Regions from separate parts of the Hordeum vulgare genome. Here region 2 is linked to region 1. Evidence: chromatin contacts called from public Hi-C data. All regions are on one chromosome and are shown on one strand. Each heading gives the region's core, a stretch centred on a gene start, on an enhancer-like site or on the middle of the called end of the contact. The rest is flanking DNA. Distances are from core to core; before and after follow the strand shown.

Region 1 (7,947 bases), core at 2,223-4,722:
ATTTCCTATTTGGCACCAGAGACGCCGCATTTTCGTTAACTCGCGCCTTTGGCATTTCAACTGGGCCGGCCCATCTAGGCTTTGTGACACTTTCTTTTTTTCTGAAAATTCTGTGAACTTATTTGAATATTGATGAACTTTTCTAAAATTTCAACAAATACTTTTTAATATTGATGAACTTTTTTGAAATTTGATGAACATCTTCTTATAAATAGATGAATATTTTAAATTTATGATTTTTTTTCAGTTCAATGAACTTTTTATGAACCTTTTCAAATTTACTGAACTTTTTGAAAATTTAATGAACTTTTCCTAAATTACATGATTTTTTTCAAATTGATGATTTTTTTTTCTAAATTAATGAACTGTTTTTCAAATTCATGAAGCTTTCTTTAAAATTGATGAACTTTTTTAAATGCACCAACTTTGGTTGAATTCTGTGAGTTTTTTTATTTTTGCAATATTTTTTGTTGATTTTTTCACCGAATGTCAACTGGTCAACGGACCTCGTCCACCAATCTGATCAACTTCACGAGTCAACTACAAACATCCGGATGAAGGAGCGAAGGCCAGCGAGCTAGCGGGCATATGAGCGCTTAATGGGCCATGGCCTGCTTAACACACGCGTGAGCGTCAGGCTTGCTAGTTGGCGCCGATGGCGCTGAATAGGAGTTCCCTGATTTTATCGCACGGCTCCTCGAACGCTGCTTTCGCGTGCGCGTGCGGCCGATTTCTTAGGCGTGCGGCTTATTTAACATTTTTGTAGACAATCTCGCAAAACTTTATTGATCAATGTTCAAAGGTACAAAAGAGAAATCTCGCGGGATGTCTAGCCATACATGTCGGCCTTCCCCTAACCTCATAATATGTTTCGCTAAACTGCGAGTCTTCACATTGAACGGGACCTCTTATATGGTGCTGCAGGCGTCCTTTTGCCCTTTTGGCGCCTGCTGTGCCCCGCCTTAGGCCGGCCTAGCAAATATATCTGACGCCCCTGCAGGCCCTGAAACTGTTCATTAATTTTCAAAAAATAAAGTACATCAATTTTGTAAAAGAAAGTTCTTCCAATGAAAAAAAGTTCAGCAATTTCAAAAAATGCACATTAAACTTTTTAAAATAATAATTGGTTTTATAAAAAAGTTCATCAAATTTCAAAAAAGTTCATTGAAATTTAAAAAATGTTAATCATATTTGGAAAAAGTTCATCAAATTTTTAAAACAGTTCATCGAATTTGAAAAGAGTTCATCAATTTCGAAAAAAGTTCATCGATTTTTTTTAAAAAGTTCATTGAATTTGAAAAGAGTTCATCGATTTCAAAAAAAGTTCATAGAATTTTAAAACAGTTCATCGATTTCGAGAAAAGTTCAAAGATGTTTTTTTAAAAAGTTTATCGAAATTTCAGAAAAGTTCTTTGATTTTTAGAAAATTCCATCGATTTTGGAACAAATCATCAAATTTGGAAACAGTTTATTGAATTTGAAAAAGCTTCATGAAATTGATTTTTTTCACGAATTTGAAAACAATTTCCACAAATTAAAAAAAACAAAATACAACGCCGCTGAAACAGAATAAAAAATTGAATAACGCCGGTTTGTGAAACTTCTAGAACCTTCCTTAAAAACCGGGCTGATAAAACTGGATGCATACAGTGATAAAGAGGAAAAAGGAATATAGTGTTCACATCGACCGTGATGGCCTAGTGTTCTCTCTGCGTCCACGACCCAAGAGGTTGCGTGTTCGAATCTCAACGTCGCATTTAAATTTTGGAGTTTCAAACAAAAAAACGAACAAAAAAACGAGGGCTAATTGGGCCGGCCCAAGCGCGATAGGACGTGTGCGCTGCAGACGCCCGTTAGCAAAAATGCACTATAACCGGCGTCTGCAGTGCCAAATAGGGTTTACCCATTCGAACTCCGATATTCATGGGGAGCTCCTGTTCGGCGCCTTGGCGCTCGCTGCAGCGACTTCTTGGGCCGGCCCGCGAAGGCAAAGGAAAACGAATAAAAATCGCTAGAAAAACGCACAAGTCGATCTCAGCCGACCATCACACCAACTCGACACTTGTGATTTTAGCAGCTCTAAAAGTCAATGGACTAGTACGGCCGCGCTAAATATTTAGCACTTAGATTTAGAAAAAACCATGAATGTAAAAATGTTCATCAATTTTGAGGCAAAAGTTCACAAACTTAAAACAAGTTCATCAATTTTGAAATAATTGATCATTTTTGAAGAAAACGTTCACCAATTTTAGAAAAATGTAATGATTTTTTTAAAATGTTAATCATTTTTGGAAAAAAGTTCAATACCTTTGACAAAAAAGTTCATGAAGTTTGGAAAAAAGTTCACCGATTTAAAAATTAAAAAATCATCAAACTTGAAAACAGTTCACCAACTTTTCAAACAAAGTTCATTGGATTTGAAAAAGGTTCAGTGAATTTTGAAAAAGTTTATCAAATTTAAAAAATGTTCATCATTTCGGAAAAAATTCAAATATTGAAAGGAAAAAACCTTCAGTCCTGAAGAAAGTTCATCGATTTTTAAAAAAGTTCATCAAATTTTATAACCAAGTTTATCAAAATTGAAAAGAGTTCACAGAATTAGGAAAAAGTTCGTCATTTAAAAAAAATGTATGGATTAAAACAATAAACGACTCAGGAAGACGGAAAATTCAAAAGAAAAAGAAACGAAAATAGAAACAGAAAAAAGAAGAAATGGAAAATGGAAAACAAAAAAAAACCGAAAAAACGATGGTAAGCAAGAAAATGACGTTTTGAAGCACATCATGGCTCCATGGAGGGGTGGTTACCACTCTGTGCACTGAACTAGGAGCTCTTGTGTTTGATACCGTTCTATCATATTTTTTACGCTTTATGTGACAGGCGAATTAAAATATCACGCGGCAGGCGAACAAAATGGGCTGAGCCCAACGAACGTGGCTGCAGGCGCCGGTTAATACAAAATCAAAGAAACCGGCGCCTGCAGCGATAAATAGAAAAAGTCATATTCATGCACTACTTCCTGCGTTCCTAAATATAAGTCTTTTAAGAGTTTTTACTAGGAGACTACATACGGATGTATATAGATACACCTTAAAATATAGATTCATCATTTTGCTTCGTAGGTGATCATTTAGTGCAATCTTTAAAAAGAATTATATTTAGGAATGGAGGAAGTAGAGTACTCCCTCCGTTCCTAAATATAAGTCTTTTAAGCGATTTCACTATGTGTCTACATACGGAGCAAAATGGTTGAATGTACACTCTAAAGTATGTCTATATAAATTTGTATATAGTCCATTAGTGAAATCTTTACAAAGACTTATATTTAGGAACGGAGGGAGTACATTGCATGCTCCTCATAACATGTACTCCAATGGGCCGGTCAATCCCACATGAGCGTCATGCCAACTGGGATGTACCTGTCTAACGGGCCCAACGATAAAGTAAAGGGCCGGTAAGCCCGAAGCCCTCACTTGCTAAACAAGTAAGAAAGCTTGCTCCAAACCCCGGCGGCGCCGTCTCCTCCTCCCGCACCTCCGCCGCCGCGTCGCACGGGAGCACGAGACGACGACGACTGCGACCGCGATGAGGAGGCACGCGCTCCAGCTCGTCGCGCGCGCGGTGCGCACCTCCGCTCCTCGTCCTCACCCTCATCCCCAGCGCCATCTACATCAGGTCAGCACGAACCCCCGCCCGTCCCAAATCTGTCGTCGTTCCGCCGTTCCTCTCCTGTCGCTAAAGCAGCTGATGGATGTGTTTGCGTGCGTGTCTTCTTCGCGCGGCAGGTCGCCGCGCTGAGAGCGTCGACGGGGTTCTTCTCGACCGAAGCTGCCGCAGGCGCGTCCGCGGCTGCCGGCGCGGCGCAGGGCGGTTCGAAGTCCGCTGCGGCTGCGGCTGCGGCTGCCTCCGCGTCTTCTGGCGCGGCGCAGGGCGGCTCGAAGCCCGCGGCTGTGGCGTCGGGTTCTGATGGCGGTGGCGATGGCGGCGGGCGGGATGGGCAGTCGCAGCAAGGGGACTCCGGGAAGTCTGTCCGAGGAGGGGTAAGCTGTTTCAGACGCCCTCCACTTTTTTACATGTGCTCTTTGCTGTGTGATGCGGGTTCTGAATTGAAATTACTGAAACCTCTGCGATGCCACATCGTGGAACTGAGAGATTTAGGACTAGTGAGCTTCTGAATATGGAACGCCAGAAATGGGTCATTTCTGCCTTCTGTCATTGAATACTATATGTGGTAGTCGTAGAGTAATTCTCAATGGCTATATTGCTTGCTTGCAGCCCGTCTCATGGCTGAGTTTTCTGCTGCTTCTTGTGACCGGAGGAGGAATCATAGTGTACTACGACAAGGAAAAGAAGCGTCACATTGAAGGTAGATTACTATGGTGAGTTAGTGTAGTTTTATGTTGCGTGGATCTTTTCATGTGTGGGGATTGTGATCATGTTTCAACTTGTGGTAGTGGGCTATTAATAGTGCTAAAGAGAAACTCTGATGCTGTTCATACTACCATTTCAGATAGAATGTTGGACTGTATAACAGCCTCATGTGTTTTGAGAAGATGTGTATAATCCCAGGCAGCTTAGTGAGTCAAAGTCTGAGATGAATTTTACAGTGATAGCAATTGAATAGTATCATCTTTTGGTTCTTTTTATTAGTAAAAGCACGATTGGACGAACCGATCAATCTGTTTTTTATGCTATATATATCTGCAGATTAATCAGTTCTGATGTTTATGACTGTAATACTATTTCACCTGAGAATCGTTTTTTTTCTATAGCTGCTACCGTATCATGTGAATATGCAGAAGAGTGTCATATTTTGCTTCTTTTACTAAAGTGTCAATCAATTAACCTATTTTTAATGCTACACCTGCTGATTAATCAATTCTAATGGCATTTCTGATTATCGATATCTTTTGCCTGAGCAACAATATTTCTAGCTCCATCCAGCTCTATCATGTGATCGTGCAGATAGTGACTCATACCAGACATAAGTCCATTTAGGTCCGAGATGCTGGATGTTAGTATGTTCTGCTGTTTTATATTGTGCATTTTGACATGATACTTCCCTTGATTGAGAGAAAAACAATTTATTTATCGGATATGGGGGAGGCCAATGCTACCATGTCTTTACTAACTTGTTGTGGAAGTGCCATCCATGCGTAAAGCAATGTACTCCTTAAACTTCTATGTTGTTGAACCTATCATGACTAATCTTGTGTCCCTTGTTAATCAGAGCTGAAAAACAATACGAATTCAGTAAAACCAGCACAATCAGTAGGAACTGCTGCTATTGGTGGTCCATTCAGTCTCCTAAATCATGATGGGAAAGCTGTCACTGAAAAGGATTTCTTGGGTAAATGGACACTGCTATATTTTGGGTTCACACACTGCCCTGACATCTGTCCAGATGAACTGCAGAAGATGGCTGCTGCTATTAACAAAATCAGTAAGTCAATTCAATCTTGCTTTGGCTAGAACTGCTGCGTACAGAGTTAATCATAAAACATACTTATCAGCTTTTCATCAAGCTAATGGTCTTTTATTGGGCAATGAATCAGTTTAATTGCCAATTTATCACTGTTTCACTGATAACCTGCAAACACTGTTATTATATGAAAATTATATGATATTGCACATATGGGTTACATTTTGTTGTTGACACTGGCAGAAGGAATTTGTGTACCACCCATATCTTTATCTTACATAATACCTACACAAATGAATTGGTTGTTTCTGTTTTCCCTCTCACTGAAGCCCAACCCCAATAAATTTGATTATTACCCAGTTACCCAGTTAGCCTGTATTGTGGAAATATAACTTTAGAGCCCCAACAAACATTAGGATGTGATTGTTTTATCTGCTTTAGAGTGTTTAGACTTTCAGCTACATGTACAGCTGTACTCAACTCCTGTGTAACACATTGTGCTGCAGTGAAGTTTCAGGGTATAGTTTGATTTGCCGTAGTTAAGATTCCAAAAAAGGGCAAAAAATGAAACAAAACAGCACCAGCAGACATAGTATTATTATTGTGTGTTCATTTTTTGGATGTGTGCTATGTATATCATCACGATTCACGAAGTTTTGCTTTAATTTGCTTCAGAGGAAAAGGCAAAACTGGAAATTGTGCCAGTATTCATCTCGGTTGATCCTGAAAGAGACACTGTTGAGCAAGTCCATGACTATGTTAAAGGTACGCAATTTTGTGCAGTTGAGGATTGCTCATTTTGCCACCTTCATTAGTTTATTTTTCAGCATGCATTGGAATTTCTTTATCCTTCTTGTTAAGTTTCTGAAGCATATTACTATCATATATATTGAGGTTGCTGTATCAGTCCATATTGTTTTCAGTTGTGATGTCTAACAATTGTCACTTGTCTGTGTTGCAGAGTTCCACCAAGATCTCATAGGACTAACTGGTACCTCTGATGAGGTGAGAAAGGTTGCTCGTGCTTATCGAGTCTACTATATGAAGACAGAGGAGGAGGGTTCTGACTACCTTGTTGATCATTCAATTGTCATGTATGTAAAAACTAAATCTTATAATTTTGTTATCTTATTGCTTTCTTTCAACTTTGATGGTATGTCTGGTTTGCAGTAGGTACGCACTAATCAATAGAATAGCAATTTTACTGTATGCAATAGTAACAAACCAAAAGTAGAAGACCTTCATTGGAGGGAAAACAATCAGGTCGTTCTTGCCCGTGCCAGGTCTTAAACTAAAACGCCTGATCTGTCAAGTTGCCCTGTTCAAACGGGACTTCACCTGGCTATTGTCCTTTGTAATAAGGCCAGCTGCAACTAATTAATGTGCCTTCCAAACTGAACCTATCAAGTAGGCAATAATATTGGGTACAACCCATGTGGCACCCATTATAGATTATACCCTGTTGTGATGAGTGGTGATGAATGGCTGTCCAGCTACGCCCGTGGACTCTGTCACTGTCTCCATTATTGAGTTGTTCTTCATTTTCATCAACTTTTGTAGCCAACAACTATAATGAAAGTTAACTGTGATATTGACCGTACTCCTGTTTACCATTATTGTGTTAACTTGAATCTAAATTCGTTGAGAGATCCTTAATCAGCTCTAGTAAGCGTGTACTGCTGTTTACCACCAAAGAGGTATTTTCAGCCTGTATATCACAGAGTTCAAATTATCATGATATTGACTCGGTGAAATGCAGAGTTAGTCGTACCGACTATGTTTACCTAGAATTAGCAATTAGCAAGTTGGTTGCTGGTAGACTAGGTACCCTTCTTTTGCGGGATTTAGACTAGATACTGACCTGATGATGTTGGTTCATGCCGTCGTTTCGCGTTGGTAGTACATGTTAAATGCTGACCAGATAGTTGGTTATCTACTTGTGCAGGTACTTGATGAACCCGAAAATGGAGTTCGTCAAGTTCTTCGGCAAGAACTACGATGAAGACACCCTGGCCGAAGGCATCATCAAGGAGATCCGAGAGCACAAGAGCTGAGCTGAAATCTCGCGCACCGTTTTGTCTGACCACCATTTAGATTCTATTATTATTATTATCCTTAAAATAAACAAACTCCCAACTCCGGTGCTGCTGCTGCTGCTGTTTGTTAGCTCGCGCGTTTTGGAACGCCAATGTCCTTCTCTCTTTTTCTGGGCCTTGATGCCTGTTCGTTATGGCAGATTTTTGTTAGACGCACGCCTGATGTGCCGCCTGCTTGTTTCTCCGCCTTTTTAAAAAAAAAAAATCTATTAAACGCTCTGTTGAGTGCCGGGATCGTCACGCACTGGTGCTGATCATGATCCTAACTAGTCATGTACTAATAGCTACCAAGTATTACTACTGCAGTGTGCATCTTTCCGTTCTTGTGTGATTGCTCAGTAGTAATACACTAGTCAAACGTGGCCGGTTGGAATGTTCACATGGAGCGTTTCTTCACGTGGAATTGATTGGCTGGCACGGCAGGCACGT
Region 2 (7,013 bases), core at 531-3,030, 360 kb before region 1:
TTGGGCCATCTAATGGGGTCGGCCACCTGCACGACCGACACAGTCCCCATGAACCAGCTGATCCTCGACGAGTCCTCCGTCTCGAAGGCCATCTTGAACCTCATGCCGGGGCACCACTGGGTGCGCATGGACGCCCTGACCGCGGCCGCCCTCACGCAGAACTCCGGCGTGCTCGCCCTCGGGTAGTAGAGCACGTCGAACGGCTGCCCGCTGACGGCAAGATTGGCCGCCTCGGCGACCTCCTCCGGCCGCACCCTCACCCGCGCCTTCCCCCTCGCCCCCATCATCTTGTTGCTGCCGTCCTCCTCCCCCCTCAGAAACATGGAGAAGCCCCCGTAATTGCCGCTCGCCGCCGGCGACGGCGGGGGCAGCAGCTCCGGGCCGCCGATGCCCCCTTTCTTGGCGCGGCGGATGCCGACGCAGAGATCCCCGTTCTCGGTCCTCATGAAGACGATGGAGTCCCCGGCGACGAGTTTCTTCTGGTTGACGAAGGAGCTCCAGCCGGTGGTGAGCAGGTGGCGGCGGGGCGTGCCGCGGTAGATGTGGCGGAACTTCCAGACGACGCCGTGCACGTCCTTGGCGAGCACGGTCTGGACCGGCGGGTCGGCGGAGTAGTCGAGCCGAGGGAAGATGGTCTCGGCGCAGTAGCGCGGCACGGAGAAGCCGCCGCCGTTGTTGGCGTCGGACTGCGTGAGCGTCTTGGCGAAGGAGGCCGGCTTGTCCTCCTGGCCGGCGGCGGCGGCGGCAATGGCGTCGTCGGCGTCGGCGGCGTCCTGGGGGCGGGCGGGGACGAGGCGGATCTTGGCGAAGACCTCGTCCGTGTCCGGATCGGCCATGAAGCGGACGGCGGCGACGCGGCAGAGGACGAGCGCCTGGAGCCGTGCCCCGGGCGGGAAGTCGACGGCGGCGGCCTGGCCCTGCGCGTGCTCCGCGTGGCCCTGCGGGAAGTAGTAGACCCTGCAGCCGACCGGCGGCATCTGCACCATGCCGCCGGCGCAGGCGTGCCACAGCTGCGGGTCCAGGCACCGCGGCCCGTCCCCCCGCTCCCGCTCCCCCGCCGCCGAGTCCACGAACGTAATCATCCCCTCCTCCTCCTCCTCCACTCACCGCACCGCACCACCCGGCACAGCAGAGAACAGCAAAGCAAATGATCCCAGCAGAATTAGGCAGCCCCCCCACCGTTAACCCCCGCCACCACCAGCACCGGAAGCTTTCGCACCGCCGCCGCCGCGACCACCATCAGAGCAGAGCTAGCTGGCTGAGAAAGGCGCAAGAGGAAGAAAGAAAGAGAGAATTTTGGGGTCAGAGACGGGCGCTGCCGCTGCCGCTGCCGCTGCCGCAGAGGAAAACAAAGAGAGAACGAAAGGAAGGAAGGAAAGCGAGCCCCGACCGACAGCACCGCGATCCATCCATCCATCCATCCATCGACCCGTCGTGCAGTCGCTCACCCTCACACTCACCTCTGGAAGCGCAGATCCCTCCAAACCAAGGACGAGCGGGTGAGGACGAAGCGGTCCGTCCCTCCCTCCCTCCAGTCTCCCTCAGGTGCAGCAGCGGCAGGAGCAGCAGCGCAGATTCCTCCAGACTGCAGCTGACACGCGGGCGCAGGCGGCCTAAATAGGGGCGGAGGGCAGGTCAAGGCTAAGCGGCAGCGGATTAGGGATTAGGACATCAGCAGCAGCAGTAGTGGAGTAGTAGTATTTATTGATAAACTATTGTTTGTCCATCAGTTGCCCGCTGCTTTTCGGCTCGGTTCAGTTGAGTTGAGTTGAGTTCCCAGCGCCTACGAAAAGGCTGGTGCTAGTCCACTGCTAGTGGCAGCTGCTAATTAAAGGCTGCTTATTTTGCGCAGGGGATAGGATTAGCGGCAGGCCTAAGTTGTAATCATCACATCATTAGTGGTGGTGGTGGTAGGAGGAGGAGGAGTAGTATCCACCACTCCATCACGCACTGCCTCTCGTTCATCGGAAAGGCGTTCTCTGTGTGTGGATTGGAGTGGGTTCACATGACCCTCGCTCTCATGGGTAAGCTGTGATCACGAACCAACCGGAACCGGGAGTGCTAATAATAATGCAACGGCCGGGTAGCAGGAGAGGGGGCGAAAAAAAGGAGTAAACGGCAGGCGGTGCCGGGGCCGCGCACACGGGGCGGGGGCGGGGGTGGGGATCGGGTCGGATGGGATCGGGAGATTGTTTTGTCGGGGCGGGTCGTTTGCCTTGCCTGGAGATTCGCTCTCGTTGGTTGGTTGGTTCCAGCGGGCGAGGAGGCCGGGGACGGTGGCGCGGTGGGGGTGCGACTAGTCCAGTCGTCCGCTGCGGCCGCCGGGCGACTGAGCTCTGCCCTGTCCACATGTGACGCTCGCTTGTTCGCTTCCGCTTTCGCCTCGCTCGCTGCTACGTAGTTTTCCTTGCGTAGGGAACGACCGAACGAATTTCACCCCCTCCCTATTTTTTTTGGGTAGCGATTATTCTAGGTTATCAATTTAACTAGCTAAATATATATTATATGTGATAAAAATTATATATTCAGAAACTACATCTTCGCATGAATATAATGATATATTATTTGTTACATACAATACATATTTAAATAGTTAAATTAATGACCTAGAACTACGCGCATGCCCTATACACTTGAACGGAGGGAGTACAGACCAGACGCTTATATATGCGTACATATACTTATCTTTACAAACACATACATGCATATCCTATTCATATGAATATCTTTGAAAGACTGAGTCGAGATATCATGTTGAGATTGATAAAATCGTCACATACGTCTTTGTAGTCGTCAGAAACATTTTCTTTCTAGTAGCTTTTTTAAAAATATTTTTTTTTGATGATTTCTTCGTATACTAGTATGTAAATAATTGCGCGGTTGTGCGCTCCTCCCTTTGGTGCCACATTTTCTTTTCATTTTCATTCTTGGTGTTTGCACTTGTGTTTTCAGGAAAAAACTATAATTTGATAGATTTGATGAGTAGTGGGAGTCCATAATCTACCTGCCTCGCCACTGCGGCCGCGACGACGGCACTGCACTCCTCCCATTGGTAACATTTTTTCGTTTTATTTCCTGGTGTTAGCAGTCGATAATTTCAACGACAAATCCATAATTTTCCAATTTCAATTGTCGTATTTTTAGCCAACAAACTATAATTTAGCAGGTTCGATGAGTAGCGAGAATTCATAATCGGCCTGCCTCGCCGTCGCCGCTGCAACGACGACACTGCACTCCTCCCATTGGTAACATGTTTTTTTTTCATTTCTTTCCTGGTGTTAGAAATCAATAATTTCAAAGAGAAATCCATAATTTTCCAATTTCAATGGGTAGCAAGAATCCATAATCTGCATCCCTCGCCACGTCACAACACGCCGTCCTTTGGTGCCATGTATTTGCATTTCATTCTTGCTGTTGGCATGCGAAAAATCCATAATTTGGTAATTTGAGCTTCCAACCCAAACCAAATTAAATCCAGGCACTTCCGTCTTTCAGTTTGGCTTTCAACCAATTTAAGACTTTCGGGCAACTCACTTGTATTTGATCCATTCCAAAATTTAGCGTCTCCAATGTTGTCAATATCTTGTTCAACCACCAGATTGGGTATGCTATTCCGTTAAGATGCATTCCCCCGGTGTACATTACATTTGATTTGATTGAAGCACAACCGGTCGACCAAATTAGACAATTCTTCTTTGAACAAATTAACCAACGATCCACGCAACAACAACAAAAATTAAACAAGGAGGACGCAAGGCGTTAATCAGTCTGTTGCGTCAATTAATTTCCACTTGTTGATGATGCATGGTCCAATGAAATCTCACTATCCTTGAATTGTCAAAGAGTGAAGCCTTTTGTCGGGCTTGGATGGGATCTTTCCTTGACAGGGTCACAGAAGGAGAAAGCAAGGATGATGATATATCTCCAAATGTGAGACCAGGAATAAAGTATAGTATATCGTGGAACTGAAAATAGCACACGCTACGTAGAGAAAACAATATAGTATATATATATTCAAGAATCAACTGTTTTGATTAGTTCAAGTGTCGTTGAATGATTTGGACCGACAAACGTGTAAAGATGTGGTCAAGTCATTCGCTGTCGACCATATTAATACGACTGTCTCTTGCTTGATTGGGCGTGTAGGAATGACTACTGTAGCTATGGTCACCATGATGTGGCCATGGTTGGACTTATGCTAGCTGAGTCTGGTGGTTGCCAGCTTCATTTTTTGTTTCCTTGCCTCATTTTGTTTCCTTGCCTACTTAGTTTATTACTCCATGCATGCTACTCTCATATTTAGACGTGTGACTGATTGAGAAGTCTCATATAGTTTGGATTTTCTTCTTAAATAGTCGAAGTATTAGCTGGAGTTGATGACATGCATATAGATGGCACACCCCGGCCCGTCACTGAGTGTAAAAATAACATAAACATAATTAAAGACAGAAGCAGATAGAGAGGATATTCTCACCCCCCCAAAACATTTGGATTGGTTGGAGCTTGAGACCAAAGATTGTAAAGAAACATACGGCTCGAAATTGTTGTCCTGTCCACCTAGAATCTTGTTGTCTGAACACTGCCGAACCTGCTTGATTTTGGTACACCAACCATGTTGATCCTCATTATGCGATCTGTTGATACGATAGAGCCAACAAACAATTTAAGGTTCTACATATGAGGTGTTACGTAGCAGCCTAGCTAAGGAGTAAACGAGAGCTCTACATGAAAAGGTGCACTTGGTATTGATTTGGGTCCATATATGGCTGGTGTTTTGTTTTTCTTCCATATGAAGAAATTAGGGTATGTCCAATGTCGACACTCAAACCACCCGCAATTATCGGACAGAGAAGTTCAGACGTGATTTGACAACCAATGCGGTCCTGCATCGGTCCGCAAGCCAGTTCGAAATGCCTGTTGTTCCCGTAAATCAGGGTCAAACGGTAGTGGGGGAGAGAGGGGGGCTTTGTGGGCGTACGGACAACCTCATCGTTTCGATGTAGAGTAGCCGCTCTGCATTGATGCAACACGCCGGCCGAGAGAGCCGCCTGCAACGCGTTCATGGTGTCCGCACATGTTCAACACATTAGAGAAGTTTGGACGAGATGAGACGGATATTTGTCACACCCGTTCAAAGCCCATTCATCCGTATACCGCCTTTAAGCAGGCTCGCCGGTCGAGGAACCAACTTCGGCGTCGTGCATTAATGCACCTGGATGCTTGGCATCACCGAAATTCGCTAGTTAAAGGGGGGCCAGACCCGATCCACACCACATCCGTTATGACTGCGAGCTCTAGCGCTTTGGGAGAGCCTGTTATCATATTTTTTCAGAAGCACGAGATGTCCGCTCTTGTTGCCGCCTAGTAGATCATGCACGACATGCCGACTATCACACTCGAGGTCTGCAACGACAGCCCATGACGGAGATGGGCTCGGACGACGACCCTGCACCGTATCGTGCTTGTGCTTGCCGACTTGACCATGAAGGAGGCGCATACACACTTCAATGTCACCATGACCGAGGAGGAATTGACTGCGCCGGCTCCTATGTTCGCATTCCGGCAGGTGGAGCAGGAGATGCGGGACAACATGTTCCTCCTCGAGCAGCACTGGCTGGCGGAAGGTCATATGTACGACGAGCGCGCAAGAAAGGAGGTCGTGGCCATCATGGTCACTGCAGACCCGAACTCGTTGCGGAGCAACAAGCGCTGTATGAGGCCGCGCATTCTCAACGCGGAGGTGGCGCAAAGGGACGCGGATGTGGGAGGACACACACTGACAGCAAATGCGGCCGAGGACGAGAACGTCACTTTCCAACTTTCGGGGGGAGCATCTGGCAGGTGTACAGTGACGGATCATCCACGTGCATCATCGACCTCACGTTCATCGGACATGGCAACGTACAGGTCGCAACTTCCTCCCAGGATTATTAGGGCATGGGAGGGTGTAGGGCATTGTGTCCCAAGTGGGCTGGTTAATTTCCCATGTCCTACTCTTCCTCGCTGAAGGCCACACCTTCACTTCACCCGTTCAAAGCCCGTTCGTCCATATACCGCCTTTAAGAAGGCTCACCGGTCGAGGAACCAACTCCGGCGCCGTGCATTAATGCACCTCGACGCTTGGCATCACCGAAATCTGCTAGTTAAAGGGGGTCTAAACCCGATCCACACCACATCCACCATGACTACGAGCTCTAGCGCTTTGGGAGAGCCCGTCATCATATTTTTTCAAAAGCGCGATATGACCGCTCTTCTTGCCGCTTAGTAGATCATGCACGACATGGCGACTGTCTCGCCTGAGGTCTGCAACGACAACCCATGATGGAGACGGGCTCGGACGATGACCTCGCGCGGTATCCCGCGCTTGTGCTTGTCGGCTTGACCATGGAGGAGGCGCACACACACTTCAACGCCACCATGACCGAGGAGGAATTGGTTGCGTCGGCTCCTATGTTGGTATTCCGACGGGTGGAGGAGGAGCTACGGCACAACATGTTCCTCCTCGACCAGCATTGGTTGGCGGAAGGTCATATCTACGAGGAGCGCGCAAGAAAGGAGGCCGTGGCATTCATGGTCACTACAGACCCGAACTCGATTCAGAGAATCGAGCGTTTTATGAGGCCGCGCATGCTCAACGCGGAGGTGGTCTAGAGGGACGCAGATGTGGCAGCACACACACTGATGACAGAGGCGACCGTTGACGAGAACGTCACTATCCAACTTTCGAGGGCGCATGTGGTGGGTGTACGGTGATGGACCATCCACGTGCATCATCGACCTCACATTCACCGGACCTGGCGACGTACAGGTCGCAATTTCCTCCGAGGATGATTAGGGTATGGGAGGTTGTGAGGGATTGTGTCCCAAGTGGGCTGGTTGGTTTTCCATGTCCTACTCTTCCTCACTGAAGACCACACCACTACTAGGGAAAACCTAATACACAAAACCTTAGCAGTAGCGTTGGATAAACGGCGGCGCTACTGCTACATATCACTAGCGCGCTTCTAGTAAAG

The links. Hi-C and Micro-C count contacts between places; a contact is called where the count stands out from the background.
Region 2: a contact with region 1 is called in a Hi-C map of leaf, with 6 times the contacts expected there. The contact joins the promoter of LOC123408114 here to the promoter of LOC123413315 in region 1. A contact is called at or near these places in 4 of 6 Hi-C or Micro-C datasets (leaf and seedling).

What each region holds. Positions count from the first base shown.
Region 1 is chr7H:581,509,128-581,517,074 of MorexV3_pseudomolecules_assembly, reverse strand. It overlaps LOC123413315 (protein SCO1 homolog 1, mitochondrial), which reads left to right and starts at 3,472. Exons shown (of 7, transcript XM_045106258.1): 1 at 3,472-3,675; 2 at 3,786-4,040; 3 at 4,276-4,366; 4 at 5,231-5,443; 5 at 6,098-6,187; 6 at 6,384-6,516; 7 at 7,368-7,674. The coding sequence starts at 3,586. The coding sequence ends at 7,476.
Region 2 is chr7H:581,866,074-581,873,086 of MorexV3_pseudomolecules_assembly, reverse strand. LOC123408114 (auxin response factor 18-like) reads right to left here and starts at 1,780. Exons shown (of 3, transcript XM_045101304.1): 1 at 1-1,780. The coding sequence starts at 1,082.